2 separate regions of the Mus musculus genome follow, and region 2 is linked to region 1. A link is a contact called in public Hi-C data. All regions are on one chromosome and are shown on one strand. Each heading gives the region's core, a stretch centred on a gene start, on an enhancer-like site or on the middle of the called end of the contact. The rest is flanking DNA. Distances are from core to core; before and after follow the strand shown. Region 1 holds the start of Insm1 (insulinoma-associated 1). Region 2 overlaps Cfap61 (cilia and flagella associated protein 61).

Region 1 (3,653 bases), core at 833-3,332:
TTTGAATAAAAAGAGTGTTACATACGCAAGACTAAATATCCTGATGGGGGTAGCCCGTCGAGCCCCGCCCCATTATTCCACAACCCAGATGGGATTCGTGATTAGGAAATAAAATTGGCCAAAGCTGTCTCGGAATCTCCCTCTCTCTTCTAATTTCATCAGCAGTATTAATCAGCGCTCAAAAGAGCAAAGAAATAACAGTTATTTCCAGATCGAAATATTAATGGATTGTAACTCATTTTAGTATTTCTAACTTTATAAAGACTAGCAACCATTACAACACTTTATATATTTTTCTCTCTTCAGTTGGTGGTTTTAAAAAAAATCATGGATATAAAATCATAAGATTTCTTTCCTCTGAGTTAACTCACCTTGACAACTGTCCCCATTACAATGTACTACTCAAGTGGATTCTGTTGAAAAAACAAAAAACAAACAAAAAACCAAAACCACTATTTAATTTCCAAGCCAGGGTATTTTCAGAGGGAAACCCCAAAACGATTAAATGCCTTCAGTGGAATTTAATCTAAGTCAAACTCAGCAAAAATCTAGGCTCACTTCAAGAGGGAAAAAATGTTTCTCTCACTTTGAGTAAAGTGACATTTTCTCTACAGCTATGACATTTGATGCGTCTTGGCTATTTGTTCCCTGGTGAGGGGCTTCTTAGGGATCTACTTCTTTCCCCAAGAAAAGAACCTTCTGTGTTTTCTCAGCCATTAGCAGGGAAGAGATCCCTAGACAAGTTGCCGGGTCTGGGTCCAAATCTGGCGTCTAGTGTGGCGTGTGTGTACCAGGGGTGTCCTTCGTTGTTGTCTCTTGCCAGTGGCACGGGAGGAAGCGGCTGGTCCTCTCAGGCTGCAGGCTCCCTCTGAGGACAGATTGGCCACCCCCACCTCCCCACACCCCCGGCAGCACGCGTCTCTTTTGCGTCCAGATTGGCCGCGACCCGCGCTCAATAGCGGGAGGTTAATTTCCTTCACAAAGGTGAAGGGGGCACGACTCCGGGGGGGGGGGGCCCCCGCGCCCAGACAGGCGGTTGCTTTATTCCGCAGCGCCTTGATTGGAGCCCTTGATTTAGCATCTGATGTCAACCCACAGACAAAATGCCCGCTCAGAATGAAAATGCATGAGGCTGCGCAGAGGGTGAAAACCAACTTCACCGTGCGTGGCCCACTTGGGTCAACTCCACAGGCGTTGCCTACGCCCTGGACAGCGAGGAGGCTCCTGAAGCCTGGGTCCGACCCTGGCAAAGATGCCAATCCTCCGGCTTCAGGCATATTAGGGAAAGGAACGTAACTTCAGATATTCAAGTTCCTTTTGGAAGCCAGCCAGCAGGCCAGGGATGCAGCCTCGCATCCGAGGGCGATCGAAAACGTGCTATGCCAACAGTTTCTCCAACTCGAGAGAAGCTTTCGAGGCCCGCCGGCAGGTTGAGCCCGTGAGCCCAGACCCGGCGCTCCGCCGAAGCCCGCTGGCTCAACGTGTTTACTCTCTGAAGCCCGGGTTCCCGCGGCCAGAGCACGGTCGGGCCACTGGCTGTCCGGAGTTGAGTTGCGCGTTCCCCTTGCCGATGATTTTCCATACGACGCGCGGAGCTCCCGCGCCCTTCTCCCGCAGCAGCCGCGGCCCTCGGGTCGCCCCTGCCCCCACCCCATCAGCGCGCCCAATTTCCCCCTGGGCTCCGGCTCGCGGATTGAACCCTCCTGACATATTTGGGGCCATTCTTCTCCTTTGTTGCTATTTAGCTCGCGACCCGCGGGTAATCCTCGCGCGGGAGGGGGGCGCACATTGTCGTGCTGATGGACGGGCCCATTTGGCGGCTCCGCGCCCCCCGGAGGAGACACACAAAGCCCAGGCACGTGCGCCTCCCCATAGAGGAGCAGCAGACCGTGAAGGGAGGCGGGGCCGGGCGTGTGCCTGGGCCAGGCGGGGCGGCGGCGCCGGGCGCGGCGGGGCGGGGCGGGGCGGGGCGGCCGAGGGGCGCGCGCTGGGGCCCCGCGCCCTCAGGTACATCTGCCGCACCTACCGGGCGACCCTCGAGTCCCGGCCCCTTTTTTGCCGCTCCGTCGCCCTCCCGCCCTCGTCGGCGGAGGAGCTGCGGACGCTCTGATTGGCTCTGGGGGAAGCGGGAGGCGAGAACAATGGCCCCCTCCCCCCGTTAAAAGGGAGCGGCGCCCGGGCCCGGGGACAGGGACGCGCGTGCGGAGCGCAGAGCCGGGCCAGCAGCCGCGGGCACTGCGGGAGTCCCGAAGCCGCCGCGTGCAGGCGATGGGCTGGGGTCACTGAGGGCCGCCAGGGCCGAGCACGGAGGTGGGACCCAACCAGTGCGTCGCCCTTTTCACCGCGCCAACATGCCCCGCGGGTTTCTGGTGAAGCGCAGCAAGAAGTCCACGCCCGTGTCCTACCGGGTCCGCGGCGGCGAGGACAGTGACCGGGCGCTGCTGCTGTCACCCGGCTGCGGGGGCGCCCGCGCCGAGCCCCCGGTGCCCAGCCCCGGGCCGCTGCCGCCACCTCCGCCGCCGGCGCTCGCGGAGCGCGCCCATGCTGCGCTCGCCGCCGCGCTCGCCTGCGCGCCAGGCCCGCCGCCGCCACCCCCGCCAGGCCCGCGGGCCGCGCACTTCGGCAACCCCGAGGCTGCGCACCCGGCGCCTCTCTACAGTCCCACGCGGCCGGTGAGCCGCGAGCACGAGAAGCACAAGTACTTCGAGCGCAGCTTCAACCTGGGCTCGCCGGTGTCCGCTGAGTCCTTCCCCACGCCCGCCGCGCTGCTCGCAGGGGGAGGCAGCGGCGCCAACGGCGCTGGCGGCGGCGGCGGCGGCACCTGCGGCGGAGACGCGCTGCTCTTCGCTCCCGCCGAGCTCAAGATGGGCACTGCGTTCTCCGCCGGCGCCGAGGCGGCCCGGGGTCCTGGGACCGGTCCTCCACTGTCCCCCGCCGCGGCCCTGCGGCCCCCGGGCAAGCGACCGGCGCCCCCCGCCGCTGTCGCTACAGAGCCGCCCGCCAAGGCAGCCAAGGCCCCGAGCGCCAAAAAGCCGAAGGCCATCCGCAAGCTGCACTTCGAGGACGAGGTGACCACGTCGCCGGTTCTGGGGCTCAAGATCAAGGAGGGCCCGGTGGAGGCGCCGCGGGGTCGCGCGGGGGGCGCGACCCGACCCCTGGGCGAGTTCATCTGCCAGCTGTGCAAGGAGGAGTACGCTGACCCGTTCGCGCTGGCGCAGCACAAGTGCTCGCGCATCGTGCGCGTGGAGTACCGCTGCCCAGAGTGCGCCAAGGTCTTCAGCTGCCCGGCCAACCTGGCCTCGCACCGCCGCTGGCACAAACCACGGCCGGTGCCCGCGGCGGCCCGCGCGCCAGAGCCAGAAGCCGCCACCAGGGCGGAGGCGCGCGAGGCTGCGGGCGGCGGCAGCAGCGATCGGGACACGCCGAGCCCTGGCGGCGTATCCGAGTCAGGCTCCGAGGACGGGCTCTACGAGTGCCACCACTGCGCCAAGAAGTTCCGTCGCCAGGCCTATCTGCGCAAGCACCTGCTGGCACATCACCAGGCGCTGCAGGCCAAAGGCGCGCCCCCGCCCCCGCCGCCGCCGCCACCCCCCGCCGAGGACATCCTGGCTTTCTACGCGGGGCCCGACGAAAAGGCGCCCCAGGAGGCCTCG
Region 2 (3,395 bases), core at 256-2,755, 53 kb before region 1:
CCCAAGACCTAAGATACATTGCTACTTATTTTCCATCTCTCTAACTTTTGAACTTAGGTACTTGCGGCTGTAAACTTCCCCATTAGGGTTGCTTGCATTTTATCCCATGGGTTTGGTTATGGTGCGTTTTCCTTTTTTTATTCAATTCTAGAAATCTTTAAGTTTCCTTCTTGATTTCTTTGATGACCCCCATTCAGTGGTGCAGTGTCCAGTCTTTGTGAGTTTGTGTTTACTCTATAGTTTCTCCTGCAGTAGTTCTCAGATTCCATCCCATTGCGGTCAGGTAGAGGATGAGAACTTGTCTGTATCTCCTTATATTTTAAAAACCTGTTTTGCTTCCTAGTGCATAAATTGTTATAGAAAGAGTCCTGTGAGCTACTGAGAAAAGTGTGTATCCTGTAGTGTTGGGATGGAATGGTCTGTAGATACCTGTTAGGTCAGAAGAGCAATAATGTCATTTAACTGAGGGGCTGCTCTTTTTATCTATTTGTGTGTAATTCACCTGTCAGCGAGAGTGAACAAATAAATAAATAAATAAATAAATAAATAAATAAATAAATAAATAAATAAATAACAGGTATTTAAAAAGCAAATTCATTTTCTTCTTAGCTCATGATAGGACTCCATCACTGCTGCCAGTCAATGTTCCTTGAAACATCTGAGTTCCAGGGACTCTTCCTTCCTTCCTTCCTTCCTTTTAAACAAAACCTACTCAGTGGTAAATGAGATGCTAGCAATCTAATGTGGAAAAAAAAAAAGAATGTTTTCCCATTCAGCCAGAGTCAAAGCCCCAGCTGACTTGTTTTCTCCCTGAAACACTGGTGAGCTGGAGGCCAGGAGTCAGGGCGCAGCTGTTGTCTGATGATGCTAATAATTATAAAAGTTAATTTGGTTGGTCGGTTAAGAGTGGATGTTCAGGATGGCCAAATAAGACTGGACAGTACTTGATAACAGGCAGTGCCGATTGACATCTGTCAGAAAGAAGCAGGGGGTAGGAAGATGCTGGCCACGCATTTGTAAGCGAGGCCCTGAGGATCCCACCATGCCTTGGCAGGCATGTACCCACGCAGCTGCAGCCACATTCTTCTCAAGTGCCACAAAGTACTGCCAGGCCGAGGCGCTGATTCTTGGCCCAGTACTGTTCTCCCTGCCTGTTGTCAGACAGGCTGACTTGGCCCTTTCCACGCAGGGTGAATGGCTCAGCTGATTTTGGCCAAGATCTGATTACCAATTGTTTTCCTGACCTTGGCTGCACCAGCCATGTGTCTCATTCCAAGACAGCTGCATTTCCTCAGCCATCCACCACACTGAGGACACCTTCCTCCCTGTTGGCAGGGCTGATGGTATCCAGTGCTCTGTGTTTCTCCAAGAACAGCTCCTTTCTGATTCAGAGAAGCTCTCGGGACCTTTGTGAGACCCCCATGACCTCAGGAGCAGAGACTCACTTAGAGCCACGAGGGAATGTGGGGTGACAACTGAGCAGTCAGCCAGAGTGATGCACAGCAGGCGGCGGCCACAGGGCCATAGCAGCTGGGGTTCTGCAGCCCAGGCTGGCTCAGCTCAGCTCGTCTGTGCTTTATTCTTTGTCTCTACCTCACATGCCAGGACAAACTACTGGCACTATAGAGGGAGAACTAATTCTCTACTTGGGTGTGTAAGAACTATTTAACCCACTGTGTGTGTGTGAGAGAGAGAGAGACAGACAGACAGACAGACAGACAGACAGAACCGATTCGCCAGAAGGCAAGGGAGAACACTCCTCACTACTCTGTGCCTTGGGGCAGGATATTTGATTGTGATTGATTGATTGATTGATTTACCACTTTGGAAAAATAATATAGACCTTTTTAAATCAACCACCATTTTAAAAATCACATAATATGTCACTAAAATCTGTTCCTTCCCCAATCTTGTCCTTGAAGCATTTGTATAGCTGACATCCCAGGTGTGCATATATCATGCACACACACTCACATGTACACTCACATATGCACACAGACACATACACATAGGCACAGAGCCACACGCTCAAGCCTGCCAGTGTCTGTCTTAAGTCCCTTGACAGGTTTACAGTAAACAGGACCTTCTTCCTGGCTGGGTCTGCTCCTCCTTCCCAGGTCATCAGAGGTGGCAGCAACCTCAAGGAGAAGGCCAGGTGGGAGAGAGTGGCTGGCTGAGGCAGTCTGCTGAGATGTGGCCTGTCACAGACTTTAACAAGGCGTTCACCACATTTTTTTTTCCTGCTTTCTTAACTGTAGCTCATCTTTTTAGCCTCACTTATGGATGACCCTGCAAAAGAAAGGTCATGCCTGCTGACTCCCCCACCCCTTACCCTTAATTAGCAGTCTGTAGCATCCTTTGTCCTCTCAGCCTGAATGGGTCTTGCCCCAGCTTCATTGTGGGAGCCCATCAGATACTCATAGCCTTGATTAAATCACCTCCTTTCACATCTTAACATCTCAGCTCTCAAAGCGGCCCTGACGGCCTCTCCCCCTGTGAGCAGCGCCATCTCTCCCGCACGCTTCCTGAACACTCCACAGCCTACTTTTAGTGGGTAAGTGCTGCTCTGCACAATATTCTAAATGGAGCTCGAGCAGGCCCTTTAAAAGGCTGCCATTACCTTTTTGAACTGTCAGACTCCAGAAGTTGTTCCCTCAGGAAAGCTACCTTGTGCGGTCTCTCTCTTTGGAACTGCAAAGTAGGATGCAGCAGGCCCACGGCCTACAGTCCCCTAATTATTAGCCTTCAGTCAAGGCCATGTGCTTATGACTGGAAGCTGGATGGAGCACACACACGTTCTCTCTCTCTCCCTCCCTCTTTTTCTCCCTCTCTTTCTATTTTTTAAATGCTCCATGGCCTTTTGCTATTGTAAGGTAGTAACTTGAATACTAAACTTCTATACCCATCTCCAGAGACCTTTCAAAATCTAACTACCAATAATAAATTATTATTATTATTACTATGTTTTGAAGAGATGGGGCATAAAGGGAGGTCTTCAGGTCATGGGGTGCTCCCAACAAGTAGGACAAGGCTCTTTTTTTCTCTTGTCCTGATCATGAGGTGAACAGTTTTTCTAGCCACCTTCCCTCCAAAGCTATTCAGTGCCTCCACCAGAGGCCTAAACAGCAGTGGGTGGACCCAGCCAAGGACTGGAGTCCTGGGGTGTGTCCTCCTGAGGAGATGCACCAGCTCCATCCAAACAGGCTATCAACAGATGGAGGAAAGGGTTCTCGTCAAGACCAGCTTGGTGAAGCAGGGAGCTCCCTGGATTTCACTTCCATGAACATGGGTCACTCCCAGACAGCTATGACATCATCAAATCCCATCCCAGCATGGATGATGACTCTCAAAAGCTGAACCCAAGGCCAACCTGTGCTTCCGGGATGCTCTAGCAA

The links. Hi-C and Micro-C count contacts between places; a contact is called where the count stands out from the background.
Region 2: a contact with region 1 is called in a Hi-C map of cerebellum, with 2.2 times the contacts expected there. The contact joins the enhancer-like site here to the promoter of Insm1 in region 1. A contact is called at or near these places in 1 of 39 promoter capture datasets (the C10 cell line), 5 of 484 Hi-C or Micro-C datasets (the N1E-115 cell line, cerebellum, cortical neurons and 2 more), 1 of 115 datasets of contacts at active chromatin or transcription factors (embryonic stem cells) and 3 of 9 other capture datasets (adipose tissue, liver and pancreatic islet).

Annotation. Positions count from the first base shown.
Region 1 is chr2:146,219,915-146,223,567 of GRCm38.p6, forward strand. Insm1 (insulinoma-associated 1) reads left to right here and starts at 2,083. Exons shown (of 1, transcript NM_016889.3): 1 at 2,083-3,653. The coding sequence starts at 2,352.
Region 2 is chr2:146,167,191-146,170,585 of GRCm38.p6, forward strand. The region is part of intron 25 of Cfap61 (cilia and flagella associated protein 61); the gene reads left to right. Among named protein-coding and RNA genes, the nearest start is that of Insm1, 53 kb to the right of the region's middle. Within about 2 kb of position 1,506, at least 41 of the 459 cell types and tissues checked have an H3K27ac peak or open chromatin away from gene starts, as enhancers often do. A contact at or near this core is called in the N1E-115 cell line and cerebellum, where this site is marked.